Linked DNA regions of Rattus norvegicus: region 2 is linked to region 1. Evidence: chromatin contacts called from public Hi-C data. All regions are on one chromosome and are shown on one strand. The core of a region is the stretch at or near the end of the contact, and the rest is flanking DNA. Distances in the headings are between cores, read along the strand shown.

Region 1 (4,990 bases), core at 1,599-4,098:
TCAGAGTGTTGAGATGGTAAGGTTGTGCCACCATGACTGGAGATTGAAGCCAGGGCTTCATGGATGGTAGAAAGGCACTCTACCAACGGAACCACACCCCCAACTCCTACACTGTTTTCACATACATAGACACAGAAGCACAGCATGTCACATGCACACCAGCTATGCACACATACACACTGACATGGTCTGACACATGGAAACATACCTGATACATTCTGACCGTACACAGCTATGGACTGTGTAGACAGGATGACCTTGAGTTTGAACATATAAAATATGTTACATGGGCTAACATACAGGCACATACCTGGCATCCAAGAAAGGCATCCAATGCCTGGTGCACAAACACATATGCTCACATCCAGTTGGGCATGTTAGCATTGTCTGATACACACAGCTATTTATCCACTGAGATGCTCTTTTTTTTTTTTCTTTTTTTCCGGAGCTGGGGACTGAACCCAGGGCCTTGCGCTTGCTAGGCAAGTGCTCTACCACTGAGCTAAATCCCCAATCCCCCACTGAGATGCTCTTATGTACACTTACTGGCATGGGCTGACACACAGAGACCCATATCCTGGACACAGACATCCATCCTTGGCCTGCTCTGGTACACACAGATCTTCTCTATTGGATGGGTCCCACAGGAAAACAAATGCATGTGAAGCCTTCTCACAGGCAGTCCTTCTGTGACCTCTGGACACTTACCTGCTGGGACACACACACCACACACACACACACACACACACACACACACGGAAAACATGCTACAGATCTCCAGTGTGGCTGCACTGATATGTTGGGTCAGTGCGGACACACCCCGGTGTCCTGTGGCCTCACCTCCTGTCAGTCACACTCATATCTCCATCAATGATCAGTGTTCCCTGTCCCACCACGTCCCCTGTGTTTCGCCTAGAGAGGTGGAAGACACCTTTGCTGACTCACAGACACATCCATGGGTACAGCCACACCCACGCCACTACTCAGAATATACTGAGTATAAAAAAAAAATTGGCCCTGCTCAGACCCACACCAGACACCCCAGGCACATCGCCTGCCGCCCTATCTCAGAGGTTTTAGGACAAGGGGCATAGCATTCAGGGACATTTATGCACGCACATCCTTGTGCCTTGTCAGCCCCTACACACTCACCCACGCACACCTGGGCACCTATACCACCCCCCATTAGACAATGCATTACTGAGAATTGCCACAGCTCCTTGGCTCAGGAGGCTGACAAGGTGCTGGCTGCACCTGGCAATGGGAAGGAGCTGTGCCTTGCTAGGAGCTGCCTGGGAACTGAGGCACAGCCTTCCCACCCAACCTAGGGTCACCCAAGAGTTCTCTGTGCCCTCCTTCAGAGTGCCCAGCACCGTCTTCCCCACTTCTTCCTTCCCTCCCTCCCTCTCTGTGAAGGCTTTCCCTTTCTCCCTCTGTTCCTTGCTTGTTTTTTTTGAAACAGGGTTTCAGTATACAGGCCAAGCCAGCCTCAAACTCTGTAGCTCAGGCTGGTTTACAGCTCAGTCTTAACCTTCCTCTTGGAGCTTCTGAGTGGAGGGATTGCAGACATTTGCCAAACCACCCCGCCCCACCCCACCTTATTCCCAGCTCCAGTGGAAGTGGGGGGTCCTGGGCCTGCAACAGAGGCTGGAGCTTCACCACAATACAGATAATGTTCCTAAGTCCCAGGATATGTGCAAAGGTACGAGAGACATATGAAGGCTAAGGGTGGTGTGTGTGTGTGTGTGTGTGTGTGTGTGTGTGTGTGTGTGTGAGAGAGAGAGAGAGAGAGAGAGACAGACAGACAGACAGACAGACAGACAGACTGACTGACTTGGGAGAGTCTACACAGAACCTGCCAACTGTTTTGCTATCAGGATTGTAGATCAGCGTACCCTAGGCCTGGGGTATATTTGTGCAACACAATGTGTGATACGTGCAGTGTGTGCCCCTGTACAGTGATACTTTGTGTCCTTTGTATGGGGGCTCCCATGTGTCAGTGTCACCCTGTGTCTGGGTTGCCACAGCTGTCTTCCAAGATATTTTGGCTTGGCTGTGTGTTGGTGTGTCCTTGTGTGTCCGGGGTGACAAGGTATGGCTATGTGATCCTGTGTGTGTCAGTATTCTGCAGGGACGTGTGTGGCACGCGCATGTATGTTAGTGCGGCTCTCAGCGTCGGTCTGCATTGGGACATGTGACAGTAGGTGGTGTGTGGCTCTTGCTCGTGTCTGTGCCCGGTGTGCACCGCCGTCTGCTGTGACTTCATGAGGACTAGTCCCTGCGTTCCTTCGTGACATTTGTGCCCGTCCAAGCCCTGCTGCGTGTCAGCGTGTGTCGGCGCCCGAACGCCGGCCAGCACGTGTCGGGGCGGCCGCGTCGGTGTGCGTCCCCGCGTGTATGTGTGTGTGCGTGTGTGCGTGTGTGCATGTGTGTGCGCGCCGGCCGCGCTCACCCGCCCCGCCCGCCCCTCCCCGCGCCCCTCCTCCCGCCCGCGCCGCCCGCCCGCTCCCTCTCCCCGGAGTGCGCCGCTTCCAAACTTTGTCTAAACTTTCACTTTCACAGCGCGGCGGCGGCGGCGGCGGCGGCGGTGGCGGGCGAGGGCGAGCGGCCGAGCGGCGGCGGCATGGAGTAGACGCGCGGCGGCGGCGGCGGCGGCGGCGGCGGACGCGAGAGGCAGCGGCGAGCGCGGCGGCGGCCCGGAGCCCGCGGGGCCGAGCCTGTGAGCGCGGAGCGGCGGCGGGCCGAGCGGGGCCGCGGGCCGGGCGGGCGCCGCGCGGCGGAGGCCGGAGCAGCGGAGCCGGAGCCCGAGTGCCAGCCAGCGCGACGCCGCCTGCCGGGCCTGCCCTCGCCGCGGCCGGCCTCTGCGCTCGCGCCCGGGCGCCCAGCGATGTACTCCCCGTACTGCCTCACCCAGGTACCGGCCGCCGCCCCCGCGCCCCGGGAGGGCCGGGCTGGGGTCCCGCAGGCGCGCGGGCAGCGGGCGGGGCGCGGGGGCGCTGCCCCGGGGCGCGCGGCGGGAGTGCGTGGAGAGGGGGCGAGGGGCGAGCGCGCGCGGCGGGGCGCGGCGGACAGCGGACCCCTGCTGCTGCGCGGCGACGCGGCGTGGTGGCAAGCGCGGGCGGGCAGGGTGACACGGCGGCAGGAGGCAGAGTGGCCCCGGGGCGCCGGGGAGCACGGGCGGGCGGCGTTCCCTGCGCGCGGCGCGGCGCTGCCGCCCCGGGGTGGCAGTGGCGGGCGTGTGGGCAGCTGCTCTGCGTGCGGCTGGGGTGCCCCGGGCGGCCCGGGCGTCTCCCCAAAGTCTTTGTTCAGGCCTCGCATGGGAGCGGGGCTGAGAAAATGGCGGGGCTCCCAAATTTCGGAGGGGCAGGGGAGGGGAGGGAGGGACGGGCGTGCTGCCAGCCCGGGCCGCGCCTCTCTGCGGATCCTGGACGTTTGCAGACGCGGCTCCCCGGCCCCAAACTTTCATCCGTGCAAACTTTCCGGTCTCAAAGACCAGGACCGCCGCGGCGTGGACCTGGAAGTGTCCGGAGGAATCCCGGTCCGCCACCCGCAGGCGGGAAGGGGGGAGCAGCGGTGGCCACCGCAGGTCGAACCTGTTGGGATCAGCCGTCGGGTCAGCCTCGGGCACAGCAGCGCCGACCTTGGCGTGCTTCGGGAGCGCGAGCGCGAGAACGCGTCCCGCCTCCAGCGAAGTTCCCTGCGCAGTGTATAGCGGAGGCTGAGGCCTGGAGCATGCCTGATTTGCCACCCCTCTCTTTCTAGCTGCGACTCCAGGCTCTGAGAGGGCACCAGCCAGACCAGCCCAGATCTAGAGGGGCCCTCACAGCTCTATCTGCAGAACCAGACCAGGGCAGGTGACAGATTTCAGCAGGCAGAGGGGATTTGTAGAGGTTGTCTAAGTCTTGCATGCTGGCCAGGCCTGTCTGTGGGAACTCTCTAGGCCAACCCTGAGTCCCTAATGGCCCCCTTTGCTAAAGCCAGGGCCCTTTCAGACGAGTGCTGAAAGTGCCACCACCTTAGAGTGGGAACACACACCCATGGTGTATATAAATGACCAAGTATACGAGGAGCATGCCAGGATGTTTTGAAGGGCAAGAAGGTATATGCAGGTGGATTGCAGTTCCAACGACTCAGCGCTCTTGTAGTCCCAGGTACTAGTTGTCTGTGTGTCTGTGTGTCTAGAATCTGTATGTGACTCCTGTAGGCTGGCAGTGGCCAGACTTCGTGGCACAAACACAGATGACCGGGCGAGATGATGTGTCTTCCAGTATAAATCACACGCAAGTGTGTGTCACTGGAGGAGCCCATGCTCGCCTGCCCTGCCAATCTGACCACCATAGCAGTATGGGTCTGTTCCTTCAAGTTGTCAGCTACCCTATGTTGGGTTCCCCGCAGGAGGACCTGGTCAGCTATCTAGGTCTGAGCTGTGGCTACCTTCAGGGTGATTGGTGATCTGCTCATCTCTATGGCTGTGTAGTGGGACAAAGACCCCATGTTCCAGCAGCTACCTCATCTACCAAGCTGCTAGCCTACCTCCACTCCAACGTCGCCAGACATCTGGGCTTGCCCCCTCCTCACCCATGGGTCAGGTGAAGCACCCACCGTTGGAGAGAAAATACCAGCTGATACACTGGTGCCAAGGCTACGGAGGGACTGGGATGGCCCCCAGATTTGGGGTGATGGCCTCGGCTTGGCTCTGTGGCACTCCAGAAGGGAATACGGGCTCCAATCTGTGCGTGTTACATCTTGCACATGCCAGGCTGCCTGGGAGGGGAGTGGGCACAATCTCACCAGTCTGCCAGCCCTGCATGGTGGGCAGGGAAACCCCTTTGCTTAGGGTCCTTGGCAGCCTTCGGTCATCAGGGTCTGGCTGTCCCTGCCTCTCCGCCATGTCTCTTTTTCGCAAACCTTTCTACTGCCATAGTTTGCCTCCCATCTTTGCTTTTCCAACAACCTCTTTCGCTGGCTGGCCTTTTTTCTTTCTTTCTTT
Region 2 (4,932 bases), core at 1,311-3,810, 63 kb after region 1:
GGGGAACTCACATAAATAGAGAGAGTGAATGTGAAAGGTTATGGGGGAGCTTCCGATAGCTTCTGGGGCCTTGGGGGAACATCTTTTCAAGGTCTGTCCCCAGCTCTCCTGCAGGGCCTGTCTCAGTAATGGAGAATGCAGGTTTCAGTCTGGATCTTGCTTAGGCATGACCTTAGAGGCAGGTCACCTGCCGAGAGAAAGTCACAAAGGCACAAGAGTATGTGGTACACACCAAGGTCCTTGTCCTTTGTAGAACACTCTCAAGTCTTTTGGGAACCAAGTGACCAGGTGGGGTTGTAGCTCAAAGAAAAGAGGCTGGCCACGAACATACAGCAGGGCAGATGTGAGAAAGACCTATTGGTGCATGCGTGGAACCACAGGATTCTACAGCTGCCCTAAGAAAGGCAGCCTAGGCCCCTGCAAACCTTTGTGATTGTGCAGACATTTTGGTTGGGGTTTGCAGGAGGCTTAGCACCAAATGAGCAGAGGCCTGGGATGAGCCACACATGGGCGGCCCACACACAGCACCCCAGATAGTGTTCTGGTCTCAGGGTCCACAGTATGAAGGTTAAGAAGACATTCATCCTTCCAAGATTTCAGTTCTTTCTTTCTTTATTCCCTTTTCCTCTCCTCATCTTCTTCCGGGGTCAGGACACATCTGTACACACCGCGTGCACACACGCACACTCACAGATCTCAGGAATCACACACATCAGGACATTCACAGGCACTGGCACACAGAACAATCTAGGAAGTTGGTCCTGCGCTTAATTGAATTAAGGGGCTGGGTTTGGCAGGACATTGTGTATCTGAGCTGCACTTTCTTACATGAGGCAGGAGGCAGCCACTCAGGCCCCCTGTGCAAGCTGTCCCTTCCTCCTTTTCTCTCCAGCCAGGATCTCCCTTGCCAAAGATCATGCACAGAGACATCCCTCCCATTCGCTTGCTTTCTCCCCATGTTACCCCAATGCTCAGCTGGTAAGAGTTGAGAGCCAGCCGGGGCCTCCTGAGAAGGTGCTTCCAGACTGAGGTTGGGGCACTGTCAGGGATAACAGGCCAGTCTCTCCTCCAGGTTCTCATCCTCTATTTGCACGGTAACTGCAAGGTACTGCAGATTAGGAAGTGGCACAGGCCTTTAATCGCAGCACTCAGGAGGCAGAGGTAGACAGACCTCTGTGAGTTCCAGGACAGCCAGGGCTACACAGAGAAACCCTGTTTTGGGGGGTAGGGGGTGTGAAGCAGTCTTTCAGTCTTTGCTAAATTTAAACCACTGGCTGCTAACTGAGAGATAGGAATGGCTTGCTTTTGATACTGAGGCCAGTAGCCCTGTGGAGGCTCAGGGTGCTGGGAACGGAAGCCCTTCCTCACGGTAACTAGGTGGGGTAGGGTGCAGCAAACTGACTACTGTCCCTTAGAGTATTGTCTCCTCTGGCATGCATTCCCATTTCAGTCTCTGCTTTGCCAGGGTCTCGGGCATTGTCAAGGCTTGCTCTGAGAAGTCCTTATCAGTCTAATTTTGGTCACTGGAAAAGGCTCATCAGGAGTGAGGACTAGAAGACCATTAGGCCAGCCTCCCTAGAGCCATTTCCCAGCACAGCACTGCTGGGTCCTGCCACTGCTCTGCCCCAAGTCCACAGCTCAGAGGAAGCCCCAAGCTTAAGCTTAAGCTTAAGCCCCTCTTCCCTCTTAACAGAAAGCAGTGAAGACATCCAGGGAACCACCGCAGGGATGGGCCCTTCCGAAGCCCAGTGGGTAGGGGCTGCTTCCCTCCACTCTGTGCTGAGGTCAAGGACTGGCCAGTGGATGCGGAAGCAGCCAGGCTTAGCCAGACCCTTCGAAGTAATCTGTACTACCCAGGGTCAGGGGGGCTGCAGGGCTGGCCTCACCTCAACTAACCTCTAGGCGGAACAAAGGGGCCTTTCTCTGCTTGCAGCCGGGAGGGTGTGCCTGCCTGTTTCTGCTTTCCTCAAGAGCCCAAGTGTTGCTGTGCTTTTGTTTTTGTTTTTGTTTGTTTTTTTCTCTCCTTGACGTCTCCATTTTCCTAATCTGGCTTTCAGTCTCCATCTTTTCACTCCTGCAGTGTGGGTGGTAGGGTTTTTCCTTTCCAAGTGTAAAGACAAGTTAGCACCAAGAGGTGAGGGCATTCAGAGTACCTTGGGAGCACTCTTAGGGTCAACAACAGACAACTCTCAAGTGGGAAGCAGCTTACTGGGGCCCGGATGGGCCCAAGGATCACACCCCTGTGGTCCAAACACCTGGCAGCCTCACCTTCTGCTTCTCCTCACCCACCTCCCTCTTGGAGGCCTCCTTCCATCCGGTTCCCCACTGCAAGCTGATCCTATTCAAGGTGCGTGGCGATCGCAGCCCTGATCACATCCCGGGATGTGCTTGTGCAGTCATGGGAGCCGCTGTCTCAGGCAGCTCCGTCCGTCCAGATACAGACGTGAGGTCTGGTGGTCATGCTGGGTTCTTGCCCTTCCTGCTGGGCCCAGCGCCTGTTCAGAGGGAACCGTCTACGGAACTTCTGGGCCAGCACCCCATGAGCTCGCCCTACTGTGACCGGTAGAGGGCAGCTAGTGTTAACTCGCTGCGCCACCTAGCTACCTTGTTGGGGAGTGCAACGTGAAGCTCCTTGAGCCCCCGCGGGATCCTTAAGGACCTTTGGCACCTGCTAGCCCGCTGGATAGGTGGATTAGTCATTGTATTCCGAGTTCAATGTATACGTACGTAGTACTTTCTATGAAATCATCCTTAGTGAAAGTCAAGTCCCCACTTGACATCTCATCTGCGTGGGTCCAAGCTGTATTGCATTAGGCCAGAGATTCAGAGTTAGCCAGGCATGGTTAGTGCACCCCTTTGATCCCAACAATCTGGAGGCAGAAGCAGGCAGATCTCTGTGTTCAGGGCTAGCCTGGTCTACAGAATCAGTTCCACAACAGCCAGAGCCACAGTGTCTGAAAAAACCCAATAATAATAATTAATAATAATAAAATAGCAGCAGAGAAGCTTTTATTTTAAAAAACCAACAACACAAACACTTAGAGTCAAGATCCCAGGTCCTTCATGTCTTGTCTAAATGGCTCTTGCAGCCTTTGGGTCTCTAAAGTGGCAGAGGAGTAGGCCATGGGCAGAGTACTCTCTTGTCTTGCCTAACCTGGGCTCCTCCTGTCCATCGAATCCTTTGATGGGAGGCTCGGCTCAGGTTTACAGGGTTAAAGGTGGAGACAGGAATACAGCCTATCTTCAGCAGGGGAGGAAGGTGCCAGCTAGCGGTGCTCTGTCCCCTAAGGGGTGCATCAGGGTAGAAGCCACGGTTGCAAGAAGGATCTAGAAAGGGCTCTGAGTCTTTGAGAGGTGGTAAAGACGAAGCAGTGAGCACAGTCACGAGGCCTTAGCCTCATGGGGCTGATGGTTCAGGCCTGTCTGCCAGTGCTGGCCCAGCCGGAGGGTACCCAGCGGGTAAGGTTTGAAGACAGGACTGCTAGGCCTGTAGGTGGGAATTGAGTCCTGCTGAAATATCTGGTTATGGGATGTGTCTGTGTTTGCCCCTCTTTCTGCCCACAGCCAGAGGGGAGGTGGCCAGGGGTGGGGATTTCAATGCAGCCTGCCCTTTATGGTGAGTCAAGGCAGGTGGGCTCTCCTATATTCTTTCCACTAAGTCCCCAGCATTCATGGACAGGAGTGGGCCGCAGGAGGACTAGAGAAGCCCAGGGTAGCAGAGGTGCAGAGGCTCATGTCCTGTCCCTCCATCTCTGTCCCTTGGGCTCCATGTCCTATGGTAAAAAGGCTGCAGCTTGGGGGCTTTCTCTATACTAAGCTGAGAGGACTCTCTTCTCACATTTTCTTCCTCTTCCTCCCCCCTCCTCTTCTACCTCCTCCTCTTGCTCCATTGAAATCTTGTGGGTGGGCATGGAGGCTCCCAGTCCCAGCTCAGCCCCTGCCGAATGCTCTTCCTCACATAGACTAGCAGCAAGAAGCAGTTCACTCAGCTTCTCCCCGGCTGCCTCCTTTGCCTCCTCTGGCTTCCTCTGGCTTTTGGCATGGGCCTCCCCACAACCCCCCACAATGCTGCTTGGCCTGGCCCTAATTCCTTCCCTAGGTCTTCCCTTCTATATTATGCTCCTGGGCTAGGGTTTGCCTCTTCCTTGGAGCTCCTGCTGGTCCCAGGCAGCGACCTATGTGACCTTCAGAGCCTCCGTCGCCCCTCTCATCCTAGGGCTGGCATTAGGGACTGACTACTTCCCTTCCTGAGTAATCGGACCAAGGGCAAATGTGTTTGGCTGGGGTGTGGGGGGTGCTACCCAGCCCTGGGAAGGGGAAACACTATTAATAGCTTCAGGAGCAGCTGGGGATGGGGGTGGGTATCTGGCTAGCCCAGCCTGGCCTGGCCTGGCCCAGGCTGGCCTGGGCAACTCAAAGGTCCAGAAAGGGCAATGCTTGAAATAGAGGGAGTGGGGGCGGGGCTCAGCTTCACGGGTCCCAAACTGGGGCGGGGGGTGGGGTGGGCACACGTTCCCCATCCCCAACACTGCTTTTCTCTGGCTTGTGGTGTACTGAAAGCATTCCCCACTGTCGGTTTCTACCCAGCACCTTGAGGAGGGGCAGTTCTTAGGCTAGGGGCTACATGTCTGGACCCCATTGTCATGTGATCCCTGGATCCAAGCCCTCAGAAATGCTAGACACGGCTGCCGGCAAACTATGGCACCAGCCAACCTTGCCAGGAGTGGGTTTGTCTATAAAGAAGGCAGGGCTGCGGGCAGCAGGAGGTGGTGCCTGCCATCCTAGGCCAGGGTCTGTGCTTTTGGTTTCTTCAGCTCTCTCCACTCCAGGATTGAGCAGGGCAGAGCGGGGCAGGGCAGGGCAGGGGAGGGCAGAGCAGGTTGTTGGAACCTCAGAATCCAAGGGCAAGCCCTGTGCTCCCCACTTCTCTCT

The links. Hi-C and Micro-C count contacts between places; a contact is called where the count stands out from the background.
Region 2: a Hi-C map of psoas muscle shows a contact between it and region 1, with 4 times the contacts expected there. The contact joins the enhancer-like site here to the promoter of Nfix in region 1. A contact is called at or near these places in 3 of 12 Hi-C or Micro-C datasets (the A7r5 cell line, Schwann cells and psoas muscle).

What each region holds. Positions count from the first base shown.
Region 1 is chr19:40,257,491-40,262,480 of GRCr8, forward strand. Nfix (nuclear factor I X) reads left to right here and starts at 2,849. Exons shown (of 10, transcript NM_030866.1): 1 at 2,849-2,914. The coding sequence starts at 2,888.
Region 2 is chr19:40,321,136-40,326,067 of GRCr8, forward strand. All of the region lies in intron 2 of Nfix (nuclear factor I X), which reads left to right. LOC102546551 (a long non-coding RNA gene) reads right to left here. Exons shown (of 3, transcript XR_005496695.2): 3 at 2,993-3,487. Among named protein-coding and RNA genes, the nearest start is that of Lyl1, 36 kb to the right of the region's middle. Within about 2 kb of position 2,561, at least 28 of the 93 cell types and tissues checked have an H3K27ac peak or open chromatin away from gene starts, as enhancers often do. A contact at or near this core is called in Schwann cells, where this site is marked.